Regions from separate parts of the Mus musculus genome. Here all the other regions are linked to region 5. Evidence: chromatin contacts called from public ChIA-PET and HiChIP or PLAC-seq data. All regions are on one chromosome and are shown on one strand. The core of a region is the stretch at or near the end of the contact, and the rest is flanking DNA. Distances in the headings are between cores, read along the strand shown.

The links. ChIA-PET counts read pairs in DNA pulled down with a chosen protein or histone mark. HiChIP or PLAC-seq counts read pairs in DNA pulled down with a chosen protein or histone mark.
Region 1: a contact with region 5 is called in an H3K4me3 HiChIP or PLAC-seq map of bone marrow-derived macrophages, with 4 times the contacts expected there. The contact joins the enhancer-like site here to the promoter of Mtfr2 in region 5. A contact is called at or near these places in 13 of 39 promoter capture datasets (the C10 cell line, the HPC-7 cell line, cranial neural crest and 8 more), 3 of 115 datasets of contacts at active chromatin or transcription factors (astrocytes and bone marrow-derived macrophages) and 3 of 9 other capture datasets (adipose tissue, liver and pancreatic islet).
Region 2: an RNA polymerase II ChIA-PET map of memory CD8 T cells shows a contact between it and region 5, with 13 read pairs. The contact joins the promoter of Map3k5 here to the promoter of Mtfr2 in region 5. A contact is called at or near these places in 2 of 484 Hi-C or Micro-C datasets (the N1E-115 cell line and embryonic stem cells) and 2 of 115 datasets of contacts at active chromatin or transcription factors (memory CD8 T cells and pancreatic cancer cells).
Region 3: a contact with region 5 is called in an H3K4me3 HiChIP or PLAC-seq map of bone marrow-derived macrophages, with 3 times the contacts expected there. The contact joins the enhancer-like site here to the promoter of Mtfr2 in region 5. A contact is called at or near these places in 2 of 39 promoter capture datasets (the C10 cell line and liver), 1 of 484 Hi-C or Micro-C datasets (bone marrow-derived macrophages), 2 of 115 datasets of contacts at active chromatin or transcription factors (bone marrow-derived macrophages and large pre-B cells) and 2 of 9 other capture datasets (adipose tissue and macrophages).
Region 4: an H3K4me3 HiChIP or PLAC-seq map of bone marrow-derived macrophages shows a contact between it and region 5, with 7 times the contacts expected there. The contact joins the enhancer-like site here to the promoter of Mtfr2 in region 5. A contact is called at or near these places in 7 of 39 promoter capture datasets (the C10 cell line, cranial neural crest, hippocampal neurons and 2 more), 1 of 484 Hi-C or Micro-C datasets (bone marrow-derived macrophages), 4 of 115 datasets of contacts at active chromatin or transcription factors (bone marrow-derived macrophages, effector CD8 T cells, large pre-B cells and 1 more) and 3 of 9 other capture datasets (adipose tissue, liver and macrophages).
Region 6: a contact with region 5 is called in an H3K4me3 HiChIP or PLAC-seq map of bone marrow-derived macrophages, with 4 times the contacts expected there. The contact joins the enhancer-like site here to the promoter of Mtfr2 in region 5. A contact is called at or near these places in 4 of 39 promoter capture datasets (the C10 cell line, cranial neural crest, hippocampal neurons and 1 more), 2 of 115 datasets of contacts at active chromatin or transcription factors (both in bone marrow-derived macrophages) and 2 of 9 other capture datasets (liver and pancreatic islet).

The regions. Positions count from the first base shown.
Region 1 is chr10:20,735,904-20,738,620 of GRCm38.p6, forward strand. No RefSeq gene overlaps it. Among named protein-coding and RNA genes, the nearest start is that of Gm33510, 100 kb to the right of the region's middle. Within about 2 kb of position 1,403, at least 38 of the 459 cell types and tissues checked have an H3K27ac peak or open chromatin away from gene starts, as enhancers often do. A contact at or near this core is called in the HPC-7 cell line, bone marrow-derived macrophages and second pharyngeal arch cranial neural crest, where this site is marked.
Region 2 is chr10:19,933,255-19,936,144 of GRCm38.p6, forward strand. Map3k5 (mitogen-activated protein kinase kinase kinase 5) reads left to right here and starts at 1,272. Exons shown (of 30, transcript NM_008580.4): 1 at 1,272-1,820. The coding sequence starts at 1,352.
Region 3 is chr10:20,768,390-20,771,111 of GRCm38.p6, forward strand. No RefSeq gene overlaps it. Among named protein-coding and RNA genes, the nearest start is that of Gm33510, 69 kb to the right of the region's middle. Within about 2 kb of position 1,347, at least 16 of the 459 cell types and tissues checked have an H3K27ac peak or open chromatin away from gene starts, as enhancers often do. A contact at or near this core is called in bone marrow-derived macrophages and macrophages, where this site is marked.
Region 4 is chr10:20,833,720-20,836,419 of GRCm38.p6, forward strand. The region is part of intron 1 of Gm33510 (a long non-coding RNA gene); the gene reads right to left. Among named protein-coding and RNA genes, the nearest start is that of Gm33510, 3.7 kb to the right of the region's middle. Within about 2 kb of position 1,317, at least 60 of the 459 cell types and tissues checked have an H3K27ac peak or open chromatin away from gene starts, as enhancers often do. A contact at or near this core is called in adipose tissue, bone marrow-derived macrophages, macrophages and 2 more, where this site is marked.
Region 5 is chr10:20,346,346-20,349,157 of GRCm38.p6, forward strand. Mtfr2 (mitochondrial fission regulator 2) reads left to right here and starts at 1,474. Exons shown (of 7, transcript NM_027930.3): 1 at 1,474-1,578; 2 at 1,990-2,090. The coding sequence starts at 1,566.
Region 6 is chr10:20,817,468-20,820,284 of GRCm38.p6, forward strand. It overlaps Gm33510 (a long non-coding RNA gene), which reads right to left. Exons shown (of 3, transcript XR_380150.1): 3 at 2,454-2,632. Among named protein-coding and RNA genes, the nearest start is that of Gm33510, 20 kb to the right of the region's middle. Within about 2 kb of position 1,259, at least 17 of the 459 cell types and tissues checked have an H3K27ac peak or open chromatin away from gene starts, as enhancers often do. A contact at or near this core is called in bone marrow-derived macrophages, where this site is marked.

The DNA.
Region 1 (2,717 bases), core at 153-2,652, 390 kb after region 5:
CCACTGAGTTTGGAAGAATGGTGTCCTCTTGGCTACTTGCTCAGTCCTGCTCTAGATTAGTATAGACATGTAAACATGAAGGATGAGTGCACACTCTTAAGCATGTTTTGATGGTCTGTCAAGGGAGGAGGATGCTGTCAGAGACTTTAGGCTTCCAAGTTATTTCTTATTGCAGGAGAGAGGCAGTCAGCTAAACCCACACAGCTTCTGGGGGTATTTCTACCTTGGTTCTTTCTCTGCTCTGTTCCCAAGGCCAGCACAGAGAACGGAGGAGTGAGATGCCTTGCTCCTTTCCTTCCCAGCAGGCTGCGCAGTTCCTGCTGGTGAGGTGGCTCTTCTCAAAAGCTTATCACAAAGTGAGCACACAGTCTACAACTGTTACCCTCTGGGTTCTAGGTCACCGGTCACTCAGATAATGGGGGTAGGAAAGGCCTCCCAAAAGAAACAGTTCTTAGTCTGTGCCTGGGGACCAAACAAAGTAGAAAGAAAATTAGTTCCAGACCTTTAGAGGGCCACCAGTTCAGAAGGCAATGTGCCAAGTTTCTAATTGTCGGGGTCCTGTCGACCTTTAAGGGTGCCCACAAGGAAGACATTGTTCTAAATCAGACCTAGCACCAGAAAAGAGAGTACAGGGCAGAGCGGTGCCTGTGGGCAGACTTTCTCCACTGTCTAAATTGCTGTTTCTTCCTTGGTTTGGGATCCTCTCAGTCCTGTCAAGCAGAAGTCGTCACCTCTTATGAAATGCGTAATTCCCAGCGACATTGCACTATATTTTCCCTACCAGTGGGAATCATTGCAGGAGCACTATTTAAGAGAGGACTAGGAAGATGGCTCAGCAGATAAGGTGGCTTGTTTTCTAAGCACAGGGACCTGAGTTTGATCCCTAGAATCAAGTTTTTAAAAAAAGAAAAAGAAACACCAGCGCCCCCCCCCCACCCAGTGTATTGGCCCACTTGCCTTTAATCCTAGTGCTTGAGAAGGAGGGGTGGGGGTGGGGAGTGGGGTGAAGTTAGGTGGGTCCCTGGTGCTCTCTGTCCCTAAGTAAGTTACTTGGTGAGGTTCAGGCCATTGAGAGATGGAGTCTCAAAAAAAGTGGATGGCACCGTGCATGCATACACACCGAGGGATACGAGCATTCACAAATCTAGGGAGAGACAGGGAGAGAGTTTAAACATTCAACGATCTGTTCTTAACTTCATTTTCTTTCAAGAAGCATGGATTCTGCAATCACAGGGGGAAAAAAAAGGAGAGTATAGAAGGAACGACTTAACTTTGCCATGTCACATAAAACCATTATTATGAGTCTAAGAATATTAAATATAATGCTTGTGGTTTGTTGAGTGCTGAGGGCAGTGATACAGCTGAATTGAGGATTTCCTGTGCTGTCTGGGACTGAGAATAAGGGCTCGTATTGTAGCCTTCTTTCCCTCATTTTCCCCTCCCCCAAAGCCCAACATGTCACTCAAACAAAATTAGTGTAATTAGGAAGTGACTAAAGGCAGTGAGGCCTTCCTGTCAGTTTTTTTCTAATGAGACTTAAGTGCCACCACAAAGCAAGCAGGTTTATCTGGTCACTGGAATTAATTGAGTGTTTTCGTTGCGGCTCTAAGGAACTTAAGTAATTGGAGACTCAGAGGGTTCTTCCGAGCAGGAGCATGGGCTTTACTTAAGAACCATCCATGTTTCCTCCCAAGCCTGGAGAAGAGGTGATTCCCAAAAATGCCTTTTGTTCCTCTCCTGACACGTGATCGTGATCTAGCCGTATTTCTCAACACAAAGCACCTGTCTCCTCCTTCAGTGCGCAGGAGTTGGCCATTGGTGCTCCTCAGCAGGGCAGCCTGCTGGGCCCTAGGAGGCTTCCCTCCCCTAAGTGCAGGACAGCCTCAAATGAGCAGGTCGCTAGGGAAAGGTCAGAGGCATCAACCAACCACAGTGTCAAACCCAGTCAGTCCCACAGTGACAGGCACACCAAACAACCTAGCTTCTGTGTTTGAATTCAATTTAAAAGCATTTTTAAAATTGTTTTTAAAAAAAAAAACAGTAAAGCATGTTTTCAAGTTGTTCTCCCCTCTTGGATTCAGTTTACATAAAGTACCTGTGCAGCTCTTTGGAAAATGGCTGTTATTATTATTTTTTTAAAACGTTACTCAGACAGTGTTCTTTTCTCAAGTCATCAACATTAAGCTTCTTTTCAAAACTTAAAATTCTCTCTCTCTTCTCTCTCCCTCTCTCATCCCCTCTCTGTTTTTCTCTCTTACTCTTAATAGATTTACTTCCTTGAAATATGGAGACATGGAAACAGTGGGGTGTATCTTCCAAACCTTGTGTGGCTAGCACTAATGCTAAAATAGTGTGTAAGGCAAGCTAGCCAGTTCACGAATATTTCCAATCTGTGGTGCCCACTGGCTCTTTCTCATTCATAAGAAATGGCCTTGAGGTCTTTGGAGGACAAATCAACAAGTAGGATTTGCACTCTTGCTTTTTGCAGGTCTTGAACTAAGTGTTCAGTCTAAGCTCCTTGTACCTATGACGGATTGCCCTGGCCAATGTAAGAAGAGGGAACTGGAGGCTGGGGGGTAAGAGGCTGTGAAGCTCTCACACATCACCCCAAACCCAAGCATGGATGGACACAAAGCTTGGACATCAGTCTCTGGCGGTGGCTCTTGTCTCATGCAGGAAGGAAGAGAGAGAAAACCGCCATGGCCATTGTGATGGTT
Region 2 (2,890 bases), core at 22-2,521, 410 kb before region 5:
CGGGAGCTTTTTGATCACACTAAAGCAATCAAGCCTTTTCATTTGTGTATGGTTCAGTTTTAAAAAATGAAATAAGTTAACTTCTCTCTTTCAACTCTGAATGATAATTTTCCCATGCATTTTCTATCTTAGGTATCTGGCATTTTGAGGAAGGGGTGACTTTAAGATGATATATGAGAGTATTAAGTCATTCGGCAATGGAGCCAATCAATTACTCATTAACGATAACAGCGTAAGCAACTGGAAATTTTACAATGAAAAGTACCAGCGGCTGCCACGATAAATTTAGCCGACCACTTCTAAATTTAGCGCCCCTGTCACTTATAAACCACTTTCCATTTGAGGCCTGGGCTGTAGGGCGCTTGTTGGATCCTCCCGCCTCTCGGCACGCGTGTTGCCACGGTGCATCCAGCGCCACGCGCTGCCCACGAGCGGACCAGAACGAGCGAGGCGCGGTGGCTGCGCCCAGCGCTGCAAACGCCTGGCGGGCTGACCGGGACAGTGCGGGTTAGAGACTCTTCTTTTGCGCCGTCCCGCAGCGAGGCGCGCACAGGGTTTCAGCCCTCTTTCCCAGTTCTCTGAGGTCCCGGAGCAGTGGGTTCGGTCCAGGCTGCAGCTTCCCAGCAGCGCCCTCCTCAGGGGCGGGCCCTGGCTCTCTGTGCTGCAACGAGTGGGCGGCCACAGGCGGGTAGCCGAGAGGACGGGCGGCTGCGAGACGGTCGCTGGGACTCGGAGGGCGCGGCGAACCGGTGAAAGAGGAAGGGAAGGAAGGAAGGAGGAGGTGGTGGTGGAGGAGACGGAGTCGGTGCAAGGGAGCTGTTGCGGAGCAGAGAGGCGGATCCTTTCGGGAGCGGCCACGGAGGTTCCGGGACGCGGCTCGGGGTAGCCCGCCCACCGCGCGTAAGGTGTTCTCCAGGTAGCGCCGGCACCCAGAGGGCGCCCTCGCCCGGCCCGCGCTCGGCAGGCGACAGCTCGCGGCTCCCCGAGCGCGGCGCCCTTGAGCCGGGCTGCGCAGGTTGGCCGCCGACTCGTCCGCCCGCCAAGAGGAGGAAGCTCTGTCCCTTCCCGCTCGCCGCGGCCGGCGTCCCCACCCCGTGGACTCTCCACCCTGCAGCGGGCGAGCGGCGTGGCCACGGAGGCGCCGAGGAGGGGCGAGCCGCCGCCGGGCAGCGGCGTGGCCCCGGGGGACAGGGCGCCCGAGCGGAGGCGGCGGCGGGGCGGTGAAGGCGCGGCGCGCGATGGCAGCTGCCTAGCCCGGCGCGCGCGGAGCAGCCCGGAGCTGTGGCTAGCCAGACGGTGCGTCTGGGCTGGGGACTCCGGGGTCGCCGCCGTGGCAGCCCGGCAGGCAGAGATGGGCACCGAAGCCGGCGAGGGCATCACTTTCTCCGTGCCGCCCTTTGCGTCCGTGGGCTTTTGCACCATCCCGGAGGGCGGCAGCTGCCGGAGGGGAGGAGGAGCGGCGACGGCGGCGGAGGGAGAGCCGAGCCTGCAGCCCTTGCTTGTGCCGCCGCCGCCGCCACCGCCGGGCAGTTTCTGGAACGTGGAGAGCGCGGCGGCTCCCGGCACCAGCTGCCCTACCACCGCCCCCGGGAGCAGCGCCACCCGAGGCCGGGGCAACTCTGGCAGCGGGGGCGGCCGGCGTACCACCGTGGCTTATGTGATCAATGAGGCGAGCCAGGGGCAGCTGGTGGTGGCGGAGAGCGAGGCCCTGCAGAGCCTGCGGGAGGCGTGCGAGGCGGTGGGCGCCACCCTGGAGACCCTGCATTTCGGGAAGCTGGACTTCGGGGAAACCGCCGTGCTGGACCGTTTTTACAACGCAGGTGAGTGGCAGCTCGGCTCGTTGCTTTGCCCAGCCGGTTTCTCCTGGCTGTCTTGGTTGGGGGGGGGGGGGGATTTTTGTTTTGTTTTGTTTTTCGTGGGCGGGAAGCAAGCTTCCTATTTACATCACGCCTCACCTTGAGAGCGGCAAGAGTGGTTGCAGGACTATTCAGGCCGGCCGCTCCTAGTTGAGGGTGTGCTGGTGCAAGTGACTGTATTTGTGCGGGAGATCCTCCGCTGATTTATTCATTATCCGGCAGCGAAGACCCTGGGTCCAAGTACAAGGCTCGGAAAAACACTTCCTCCCACCATTGCGAATAATTGCTTCAATCACTTCTCTTCAGTTAGGAGGTGGGTAGGTTTTGCTTTTGCAAACACACACCTGTGGCCCACTGAAGTGATGTTCTGTTCTCTGTGCAGTCTTGGGAGTACAGAAATGCCCTTATGCTAAGCAGCCAGCTGTGTGCAGAGTTTCGTTTGAGTTTTCAAAGCGCGGCCTGACCTTCCCCAACTCATTTCACCTTCGAGTTTTGGTGGCTTCAATTTCCCATTCTCTTACTACTTTGAACGGTCAAATAACTATATGTTGGAGTAAAAGCACCGTGAAACACACCAAATGTGTGTGATCTTTGTTAGAATCTTGCCCAAAGAACCAGTTTTTTTTGTTTTGTTTTTTGTTTGTTTGTTTGTTTTTTTAAAAAATTACCTCAGATACTGTGGTGAGTGGAAGAGTTTATAATTTGGCATGGTTTAAAGAGTTCCCATGCAATTTTAATGACAGATTCGGTTGACTATTAAAGTGATTGTTAATGTAATCCACCGGAATGTCTCCCTTTTAGTCCATTTCAGATTTCAAAAACTGTTAAGAGAGTTCTGATGACTAAAGCAATTAGCCAGCCGTCTGTCAGCAAATGTTAGGAATGGTTGTGTGCTACTGAAATCCAATGGGATCAAGTAAATAGACATGCTAATTTTTATAATCGTGGTGGTGGGAAGCCTGGTTTTTGTCTTCAAACACAGTGAGCTTCTCCCATTTGTGATCACAAGGTTTTGTACTTCAATCTAATTCTCT
Region 3 (2,722 bases), core at 97-2,596, 420 kb after region 5:
ATTTTAAGGACTTATATAGTCCACACACTATAACTGGAATTTAGACATATCAGGCAACGTATTATACCCACATAGGGTTTGTCTACTTGATAATGACGCGATAGGCTAGACTTAGCATGAGTAAACCATGACAGTGCTCAGCCACAGTGCCCAACAACACTCAAGCTGACCCTAGAGAGGAGAATAACCCTGATTAATAAGTCACATTGCTCTCTCTCAACAGGATTGATTTGTATATATTACCACATCTTCTTTTTCTTTTCTTGTGTGTGTTTACACAGGTACATATGTGTATGCACATGTCAAGTTCCAAGGTCAACCTTAAGTTTTATTCTTCAGAAGCCATACATGTTGCTTCAGAGGCAGGGTCTGGCCCTGGAGCACACCAGCTAGACAAAGCTGGCCAGTCAGCAGCCCTAGGTATTCTCCTGTCTCTGCCTTCCCAGTGCTAGGATTACAAGCAAATGACTCTCTGTTATCTGAGAGATAACACCATAATTTAAATTTAAATTAGTTTGCTCTAAATGATTAGTAACCCATGCCCTATGCCTGCATGGCAAAGAATGTAACAACTGGGCTGTCTCCTGCCTTCTCTTGATTTTTTTTCTTCATGGCATTCACCATTCTCAATTAGATCATTATTCAGATAATCATCCACGTAACAAGACACTTTAAATTTTATTAGGGAGGGGCTACATCCATCTTCTCACAACTGTATGCCAGGGATCTACAGAGGCAGGCAATTAATGATTATTTGTTAGATTAATGAGCAAATGAAAGAGAAACGTGTGCAGATTTCCAGCTCAGCGGGGCTATAACAAAGGCTCTACCTCCGAGGCAGGTCATGTTGTAGGAGTGGCTTTCAAAAGAAAACAAAAGAAGTCCCCAGGAAGGATAAAAACAGACAAACAACCAAACACCAAACAAACAACAACAACACACACACACACACAAAAAAAAAACAAGAAAACACCTGGGGCTCTTTGGGAGATGGATGGCCCAGCCAATTTCCTAATGAAAATTCTCAACTTAGTAAATTCAAAACAGAAATGTCAAATAGTTTTCACAGGCAAATAACTACGTGATTTAAAGTAGTATCTGGCCAGGAGGCATCAGTGAAAAAGTATCTGCTAGGTGCTATCAGGACTAGCTACAGGTATACAAATATTCTAGACAAACACACAAATGGAGAATTTTTAAAACCTCAATTTAAGAAGGAGGAACAAAACGAGAAGTGAGAACGTGTGTGCTATGAAGTCATAAAATTGTGACTCACTAGAGCGATAACACCATAATTTAAATTTAAATTAGTTTGCTCTAAATGATTAGTAAACTTGTGGTCTATATCACTGAGGGAGTTTTCTGAATGAACAGAATCTAATCATGCCAGCTTCTCTGTGTGGCTGGCTGGCCTGAACATCAGCGCAGCCCTGCGGTCATAAAAAGATGGACTGGTGGCTGTTTTGTGGCTTTCATAACACTTTGTTATACATTTTATTTTCATTTTTAAATTTTCTATTGTGTTTGCTTTGATCTTAAGAAATGTTTCTGTTTTATTTTTCTCTGTTGCTGTTAGCATAAAGCACCACCATTTCTATTTGTTGCCTCAGGAGTGACTTAATTCACTGGTTGAATAAGAATGGCAGACATTAAGCACACATTATGAGCACTATTAGAGGTTCTGAGTGTTGACAGCACGCACAGCCCCTTGGAGACCAGTGAACACGGATTATAGCCTAGGGAAATAACACATGAGAATGAATTCTAGCCTGCTTCCTGGTGTCACACAGAAAACCAACCAAGAAGGAATTTACTAGACATAAGCTGCCCAACTGGTGGGGACTGGTGTTAGCTAGTTCCTCAGCACTATTCAGAGGTGATTTCCTCCCCCCCCCTTCCCCTCCTCCTACCCTTTTCCTCTGTCTCCTCCTCCCCTTCACCCTCCTCCTCTTTCTCCTCCTCTCCCTCCTCCTCTTCCCCCCTCCCCTTCCTCTTCCTCCTCCTCTTCCTCCTTGTTAAAGTTTAATTTATTCCAATGGATCAGTGGTTCTCAACCTTCCTAATTAATTAATTGAAGGCTGTGAGCCTTCAATACAGTTCCTCATGTTGTGGTGACCCCCCCAACCACAAAATGATTTTCATTGCTGCTTCATAACTGTGATCTTGCTACTGTTATGAATCATTATGTAAATATCTGTGTTTTCTGATGGTCTTAGGTGACCACTAGGAAAATGTCACCTGACACCAAGGGTCGAAGCTCACAGGTTGGTAACTATTGCATTAGACAAAGAACTTTAAGCAGCCAAAGTGCTTGCTTGAAACCAAAGGGAATGAGAGGTCAAAGGAAGAAGGAAGTTACAAATATTAGCAGAAATCATGTGACCAAGTACAGAAATAAGCACTAACTTATTTGAGCATTTCTTTGCTTTTATATGTGTATAGGCATTTAACTAACCATCTTTGGTTTGTTACTAAGCACGATAACATAATAATTTAGATAATGTTCCAATTTTAAGTTATGGTTTGTCAAAGGAAGAGTGTGATTCAGATAGAGAAAAAGAAATATTAATTAAATTTGAATAATTTTTTAACTTTGGGAAAAGTTTCAATACAGTTTTTAGTTATAATCTGATATTTGTACCATATAAATAATTTTACTATTGCTTTTTAAAGCAGTTTATTTCTGTCTTATGTGCATTGGTATTTTGCCTATATGTGTGTC
Region 4 (2,700 bases), core at 67-2,566, 490 kb after region 5:
GTGTGTGACTGTGTGTATGTCTGTATGTGTGTCTCTGTGTGTGACTGTATATATCTGTGTGTGTGTGTGATTGGGTGTATGTCTGTGTGGGTGTCTGTGTGTATCTGTGCATGTGTATATGTGTGTTGCATATGACTATAGTGTGCATGTGTATGTGTGTTTGTCTGTGTGTATGTCTGTAAAACCATAACAGTTAAAGACAAAGAGGCCATGAATTCCAGATGCATCAAAAAGGAGTGTTTGAAGATAAGAAAGAGAGGGGCATAAATGATGTAGTTGTATTTTAATTTAAAATAATTTCCTTTGTGTGATTAGAATTATTTTTTTATAATTTTCGTTCAAAAATAACATTGAATTTGTTCCTGGACTATATCTATCTATATCTATGTCTATATCTATACCTATATCTATATGCCTATACCTAAATATATATATATTGTATATTATATATGTGTGTAATATATGTAGCATATGTGAATATAATAGATTATATATGTATTATATTGTATATTACTATAACATTATGATTAATTTCCCCCCTTGTCCCCTGTCAACCCCCACACCTCCCTAGCAGCTATTTGTTCTACATTCTTGTCTCTTTGTTTGTTCTGTGACCCACTGAGTTTAATCAGTGCTATTTGTGTGTCTTCAATGGAATAATGTTAAATCATAAAGGATAAAATTCTATAATAGGCAATAAGTAATATATTAGATATAATATATAAAAATATACAAGTAAATATGTGCATAATATACATACATGATAATATTAATATTTTTATAAAATATAATAATTTATGTTAGTAGGTAAAATTATAACATAGTGGAGCAGTACAGCACCACATTAAGTGAAGTAAGTAAGGCACAGGAGACAAACACTGCCTGCTCACTAAAGGTGGAACTGATAACTCGGAAGTAAAACAGATGTCACTGGAAGAGTAGGAGGGAATGCTTAGTCCACAGTGTTAACCAAAATACAGCTGACAGGAAGTAAGTGGAATGTTCTACAGCAAAGCAGACTGAACATAGCCTCAGTAAAAAAAAAAAAAAAAAAAAAAAGACTGCACATCCCCAAATCACCAGAGGAGAAAAGTGTTTGGTCCCTAACACACAGGAGCCATGTCTGCAGAGATGGAAGTGCTCGCTGACCTGACCTGGTCAATACACATTGTATACACGTACTGAGTTATAGTAATGCATCCAGAAATAGTTACACAGTTTAAAATGGGAAGTTCTATCAGGAGGGAGTGGGGCTGAGTGACAACTGGGACAAGAAAGCTGTGAAGACCACATAGTGTATTGGCTGCTACGTACTCAGCGGTGGGTTCCAGAATGCGTATGTGAACATTTACAATCTATTTTTAAAAGTCCATCCAGTTGGACATGGTGGTGCACACCTTTAATCCCAGCACTTGGGAGGTAGAGGTAGACAAATCTCTGAGCTCAAGATTAGCCTGGTCTACAGAGTTCCAGGACAAGGAGATGTCCAGGTATCTCTTTGACATGACGATTCCGTTTTCTTTAGAAACTCAGTAGTGTGGTTGCTGTGTATATGGTTCTTTCGTTTTCACTTTCTGAGGAACTCCGTACAGATTTTCATGGTGGCTATATCCACGTGCACTGCCACCAACAGCCTGTGAGTCATCCACCTTCTGCATCCTCTCCGATACTGTCTTGTCCTTTTGACAGAAGCCACTCTCAGTGGGGGAAGTGAAACTCCAGTGTGGTTTTGATTTGTATTTTCCTAATGATCCTGAGCTTTCCTAGTGATGCTGAGCTCTTTCTTATGTATTCACTGGCCACTTGTATTTCCTCTTTTAAGAACTGTGTGTGCAAAGTATTTGCCCTTTGTTTAAAATCATACTTCTTGCTGTTGTTGGGATTCATATATATTCCAGACACTAACTCTTATCAAATAAGCAGTGTGTCCATTTTTCTTTCTGTTACCACTGCACAGTGGTGCAGAGGCTTCGTGGTTTTACAGAGCTCCATTTGTTTACTTCACCTTTATTCTCCATGTTTTAGGGCCTTAAAAAAATCTTTGCCCAACATCCTGAAGGTGTCCCTTTCTCTTTTCTTCAGTAGTTCCTTTGTCTTGGGTCTTATAGTTCCTTAATCTATTTTGAGATGGGTTTTGTATCACATGAGATGGAGGGGGCTAATTTCATTCATACACACACACACACATATATATGCATATACAATATAAACATACATATATGTACATACATATATATACGCACACATACACACACACACACACACACACACACACACACACACACATATATCCATACACACACACAGATACAGATACACATATACATACCAACATCTCACAGTGCTGTTTTTGGGAGACTTTGTCCTCTCTCTAGCATTCTTATTGCTTTTGTTAAAAATCAGTTGGCTCTGCATACAGGGATTTGTGTCTAAATATTTATTCTGTTCTGAAGTTGGTCAATGGGTCCGTTTTGTGACAATGCCATGCTGTTTGATTACTATACTTCCATAGTGTGTTTCAATATTATATTGTAATAGTCTCGGTTTTATTGTTTTTGTTCAAGAATACACCAGGTATTCAAGGTCTTTCTTGGATCTCTCTGAGTTTCGTGACTCATTTTGGCTATATAGGGAGTGTTGTTAGTAGTTTGAGGTAAATTATACTAGATCTACTGACCATTCTAGGTAGTGTGTATATTT
Region 5 (2,812 bases), core at 224-2,723:
TCCAAAAACAGTTTATGCTATTGCTGGCACCCGCGGTGGCTTCTCAGAAGACATCACACACACACTTAGGACAGACTTGGAGGAACTGTGTTGATCTGATCCTTAAATGAGGGAAAGGCAGCATTTCAAAGCCAACTTTCTTTAATTTCCGATCATGTCCCAAAACATTAATAACAAACCAAAACAACCAAAAACCAAAAAACACATTTCTCCAGAGAGTTTATACAGTCTTGGTTGTTTCTTTTCAGAAATGCTGTATTATTTTTTATTTTTTATTTTTGGTTTTTTTGAGACAGGGTTTCTCTGTGTGGCCCTGGCTGTCCTGGAACTCACTCTGTTAACCAGGCTGGCCTCGAACCCAGAAATCCACCTGCCTCTGCCTCCCAAGTACTGGGATTAAAGGCGTGCACCACCATGCCCAGCCTTATTATTTTTTAAGAATATACATATATTCATATATATATGTTATATATATACATATATTTATATATATGTAATTTGTTTTTGTTTTTTGTTTTGTTTGGTTTTTTGAGACAGGGTTTCTCTGTATAGCCCTGGCTGTCCTGGAACTCACTTTGTAGACTAGGCTGGCCTCGAACTCAGAAATCCGCCTGTCTCTGCCTCCGAGTGCTGGGATTAAAGGCATGCGCCAACCACTCCCAGCAATTGTTAAGATTATTAAAACATTCCTAAGAAAGGAAAAGAAAATGTAAGAATTTCAAAACTTAATGCTCATGTCCTCATGACATGCCAAATCTTTAGTTATTTAACTGAGGTTTTGTAATTAAATACATTACTACAATTAAATATCAATTTGTGAATTGGGTTGTGGTGAGTATAGCTATGACCAGTGTATATAACTCTGCTTTCCATAATCTCTTACTGTCAATACAAAACAAGGGTTTTTTGGTTTTGTTTTGGTTTTGATTAATTAAAGCTTTTTTGCTTTTCATTAGCTTTCAAAAGTTTGAAAGGTAAAGGTGTAAAAAAGCCTTAGGGTCAGCGAGATGGCTCAAGCAGCCTGCTACCAAACCTGAGGTCTCAAGTTCTATCCGTGGATCCTACACAAATTGTCCTTTGGCTTTGAAACAGGTACTTTGGCATGTGCATGTGTAGCGTGCACACACTAAGACATGTAAACAACTAGACTGGACAGTGTGGCTCAACATGAGTAATCCCAGCATTTAGCATAACGGCTAGATATTTTCGCAGAATGACTAAACAATTACAAGTGGGCGGATTCTTTGTTGAATGTTGGGAAGGCTTGACACCTTACTGGCAAAGGACTGAGTGAAGCACAAGTTGCAAAGGCAGAAGACACAATTCCGAATGCTGGGGGCACGGTGCGCATGCGCCTTTCGAATGCGCCTATTGGCTCTTACCCTTCCAATCACCGGCGGCGTCCTCCGGCGGCGTCCAATAGGGATAGACTCCGAACTCCGGCCCGCGAAGCTTGATATTCCAGGCTGGGGTCGAGTCGGAAGCGGCGAGCGATTCCGGGAAGAAGCTACTCTGCGGCTGTAGGTCGCGTCCGGAGAGTTTCCCCGGCCGCCTGGCGCCGTGCAATGCCGCGGGATGGTGAGTGGCACGGGCTCCGTTAGGCCTCGGCTTCCGGTCGGTGGCCGGTGACGGACGGACGGACGGAAGCGCGGGCGGGTGGCGTTCCTCGCGGGGTGAAGAGAGCGGCTGGGCGGTTCTCTCCAGGGGCAGCAGAGCTCCAGGGATGGTGATCTTGGCTGTCGCACATTTGCTTGTCAATCCCTTTACACACACACACACACACACACACACACACACACACACACACACGGTAAGATAGCAATGGAATTTAGTAAAGTGCTCTTTCTTTCCTTTTAAGTCTCTCTTCAAAATAATAGCTCTCCAGGAGCAATCACTTGATGGTGTCATGAAAGGTCTCTGTGGTTTCCTTAGTGCGGTCTATGTAGCAGTTACCTGTCAAGAGTAATAATTGATAACTTCTCTTCTAAGGTACCAACGAACAGCGTTTTCTTGAACTTCCTTCACCAATGTCTTTCATTCTAAATATATTAAGAAACGTGCTGGAATATTTTGGTGTTCCCGTAGACCAGGTAAAAGTCTTTTATTAATTTTGCTAACTTTATTTTTGGGTCTCGTTATTGTCGTTGCTTTGAGACAGGATATGGTGCAGCTTAGGCTAAAAGTCTGGATTTTGCTGCTATTCTTGGGTCGTTTTTGTTCTTTGAGCCAGGCAGGGCACTATGCAGTTCAGGCGTTCCTTGAGCTCCTGATCCCCCCCCCCTACCAATGGGAGGAAGTTAGGACAGAAACTCAAAACAAAGCAGGAACCTGGAGGCAGGAGCTGATGGAGGAATGCTGATAACTGACTTGTTCCACCAGCTTTCTTATAAAAATTAGGGCCACCTGCTCAGGGGTGTTACCACCCACCACCACCTACCAATGGCTGATTACAGATGGACAGTGTGCCATTTTGAACATGTTCTCTGCCCTGATTAGTTTTTATTGTCAACTCGGTATTAGAGTCTTATGGGGAGAGGAACCTCAAGAAATAGCTTAGATTACGTTGGCTTGTGGCCCTGTCTCTAAGTGAGTGTCCTTACTGTTCATAGTTGTGGTAGGGCCCAGCCCTGTGGAGGATACCATTCTTGGGATAATGAGTTCTGAGCTGTATAAGAAAGCTAGTTGAGCCTGAGCCAGGGTTTCTGCTTCTATTCCTGCCTGACTTCCCTCAATGATGATGAATCGTGACTGGCTAGTTTCATTTCAACTTGACACAAACTGTAATGATCTGAGAAGAGGGAACCCTGATTGA
Region 6 (2,817 bases), core at 9-2,508, 470 kb after region 5:
ATATAGTGGAAAGATCTGTCCACTGTGGGCGGCACAATTCCCTATGTGGGATCATGAACTGTGTAAGTAGAAAAAGAGACAGTGTGAACTCATCTCCCTCTGCTTTCTGACTGAGAGTTGTAATGTGACCAGCTGCCTCTTCAATCTCTCCTGCCTCTAGGATTTCCCCACCATGATGGTGCTAGTGTGTGAGCCAAAGCATACTTTTCTTTCAAGTTGATTTTGTCATGGTCTTTTTTCACAGCAACAGGGAGCTTACTAAGACAGGTCTCTAGTTCCAAAGTCCTTATTCTTCAGTATGTGTTTGTCTCATGGAATAAGCATTGTAGATAATAAGGTCACTGGTCTGAAAAGGGTGGTTTCTCATCTATCAGCGTTATAATTTCCTGGAACTTGTCAAAAATATAAATTCGCAGGCTCTGCTTCAGACAGTCTCACTGGGAGATTTGGAGGGTCGGGCTCACAACCTATGTTTTCACAAGTGATTCTGATTCATGCCCTAGTTTGAGATTTGCCAGAGTAGAAGACTAGATGTCTGTTAAAGACCTGAAACAATAGAAACAACAAATTAATGATTAAAGTGAAGAGAATGAGTCAGGCAGGAAGAGAATTTGTTGGGAGGAATAAAGAAAATGTTAGATTTCTTTAGAAGATTGTAACTGTGGTGGCTAACCACATATGGAAAATCAGAGCTTTTTAAAAAATAATTGGGTAAGGTTAGGGGGCTGAAAGACAAACTAAGAGAGATGATCAAGTCACTGTGTTGGCAAGTAGACGGGAGCATGGGTGTGCTTCATTCCTGAAGCCATGGAGCAATACTGGGTGTTCCCTAAATATTAGCATATGGTGACAAGGAAAGACACATACTCTCTTGTAAGGTGGAGCTCACGTGGCGAAGTCTAGAATATTCCGTGGCATTAATGAGGAGTGTGAGGAGGTTATCTGCACTGTTCATGAGACTACCTGAAGGGTTTGGAAAAGTTCTGTAGTGTTTATTGTTTATTCTTTACCAATTTTACATTTGTTAAGCATCGGTGTTAGGGAGCAGATTTAATACATAATACAAAATACTAAAGCAAGCACATGCCTCCTCTCCCATGCATTGTATCTAACACATGTGTCTTGGATTTTCAATAGATTCATGGTAAGAGAATTTTTCTTTGAAGTTATAAAGTTGAGCCATTTATAGTCCTAAGTCATATCCTACTTTCAACAAACCTTCATGCTTACGCCATCAGCTCTGTGGTTTCTGCCTTTCTATTCCTGTGTAAATGACATCATCAGCATATTGTGCTCAGGATCCTTATTATAGACCTGGAGGAGGTTAACGTTGCTCTTATTCTTCCTACTCCTTAGAAAGACGTCACTAAGAACACTGTTTCTATTCTTAAGCATTATAAGATTTATGGTGAAAATGTGTATATGGAATTAGATCCTGTCAATCCCTGAGAAGAAACGAAAGCAGGGCCATCCCCTCAGGTGAGTGAATGAGCGACTAGAGCAAACCCACCAGCTGTCACAGATCCAGGCAAAACTTTTCAAAATCTAAGCTGGCTGCTGTGGACTGTAAAGATCTTTTTCAAAGTGAGAAGCACTTCTTGTCATCCTCCCCCAAAGACTATGGAGGCAAGCTGCCACAGCTCACCCTGAACCAGCCAGGGTGTGTGAAGACCAAGATCAACCCTGGAATTAAAAAGCAAATAAATAAAATGCTTTATAGGGTCAAGCTCAGAAGGATGTACTGTTCTCTGGAGAAAAATGAGGTTACAGGCTGGTATTTCAAATGAGCCACAAATTCTGTATCTGTCCCAAATGGGGGATAATATTTTATTGAATAATAAATTTAAAATGAATCCACTTCTTTCTACTTATGACTTAGGAAGTACTCACGATGTCGCCTCTGTAGCCAGAGTGTAATTCTCCCACTGACGAATGAAAGAAGCCAGTGTGTCTGTGGGTAAGAGCATCCAAGTAGGAAGATGAAGATGAAGCGAAATAAAGTTTCATGAGAGTTAATTTTTGAATAAAAACCAAACCAATGTCCTCCAGGGTTTCAAATATGTGGATGCTGTTGGTGTTGCAGACCTGGTGAACAGAGATGCACAGGGCAGCACTGAGTACCCCTCTATCTTTACTCACAGGAGGAAACTATGAATACATTTATAATGGTCAGTTTAGGATTTTATTGCTTTTGGCAAAAGTCCACTTGAAAGCAAACAAAATAAAGAGCCAACGTTATACAATTATACAAATAAGGATTCAAAGGGAGTAAAGTTGAATTCTTCCTCAACAGGCAATATTTTCGATCTATTTCAAAATAAGAATTTGTAATGGAAACAAGTAAGAAAGGTATTTAGCTTAGACATGGAAGGTGAATATTATTTTTGAGTTAGGACACATTTGTCAGTAAGATATTCTATTAAAGCAGCAAGTTTCTTTCTTCCATGAATATTTTTATTTTATTTCAAATGTACACAGAGACAAAAATTCGAGATAGCCAGGCAGAAGTCCAAGGAATTTTTAACCTGAATGTGGGAGTGTACACATTGAGTTGTTTTGATTCAGGGGAGAAGCAGGTTTCTAGATGAGATTTTTCTGTTGGAAGATGTATGGAAAGGTGCAGATCTTCTTCCTAAACAAATGAAAGCAAACTGTAGTGAGTTCTTTGGGGGTGCCTTATCTGCATGCAGTCCGTCATCCTCATACCTAGCACCATACATACGGTGTAGCTGCGGGCTAATGGTGGGATGGGCGTGGTTCCTTGAAGTCGAAGGGCCATTGGCCAGCATCTAGCCAGTCTCTCTCAGGACACTTTCA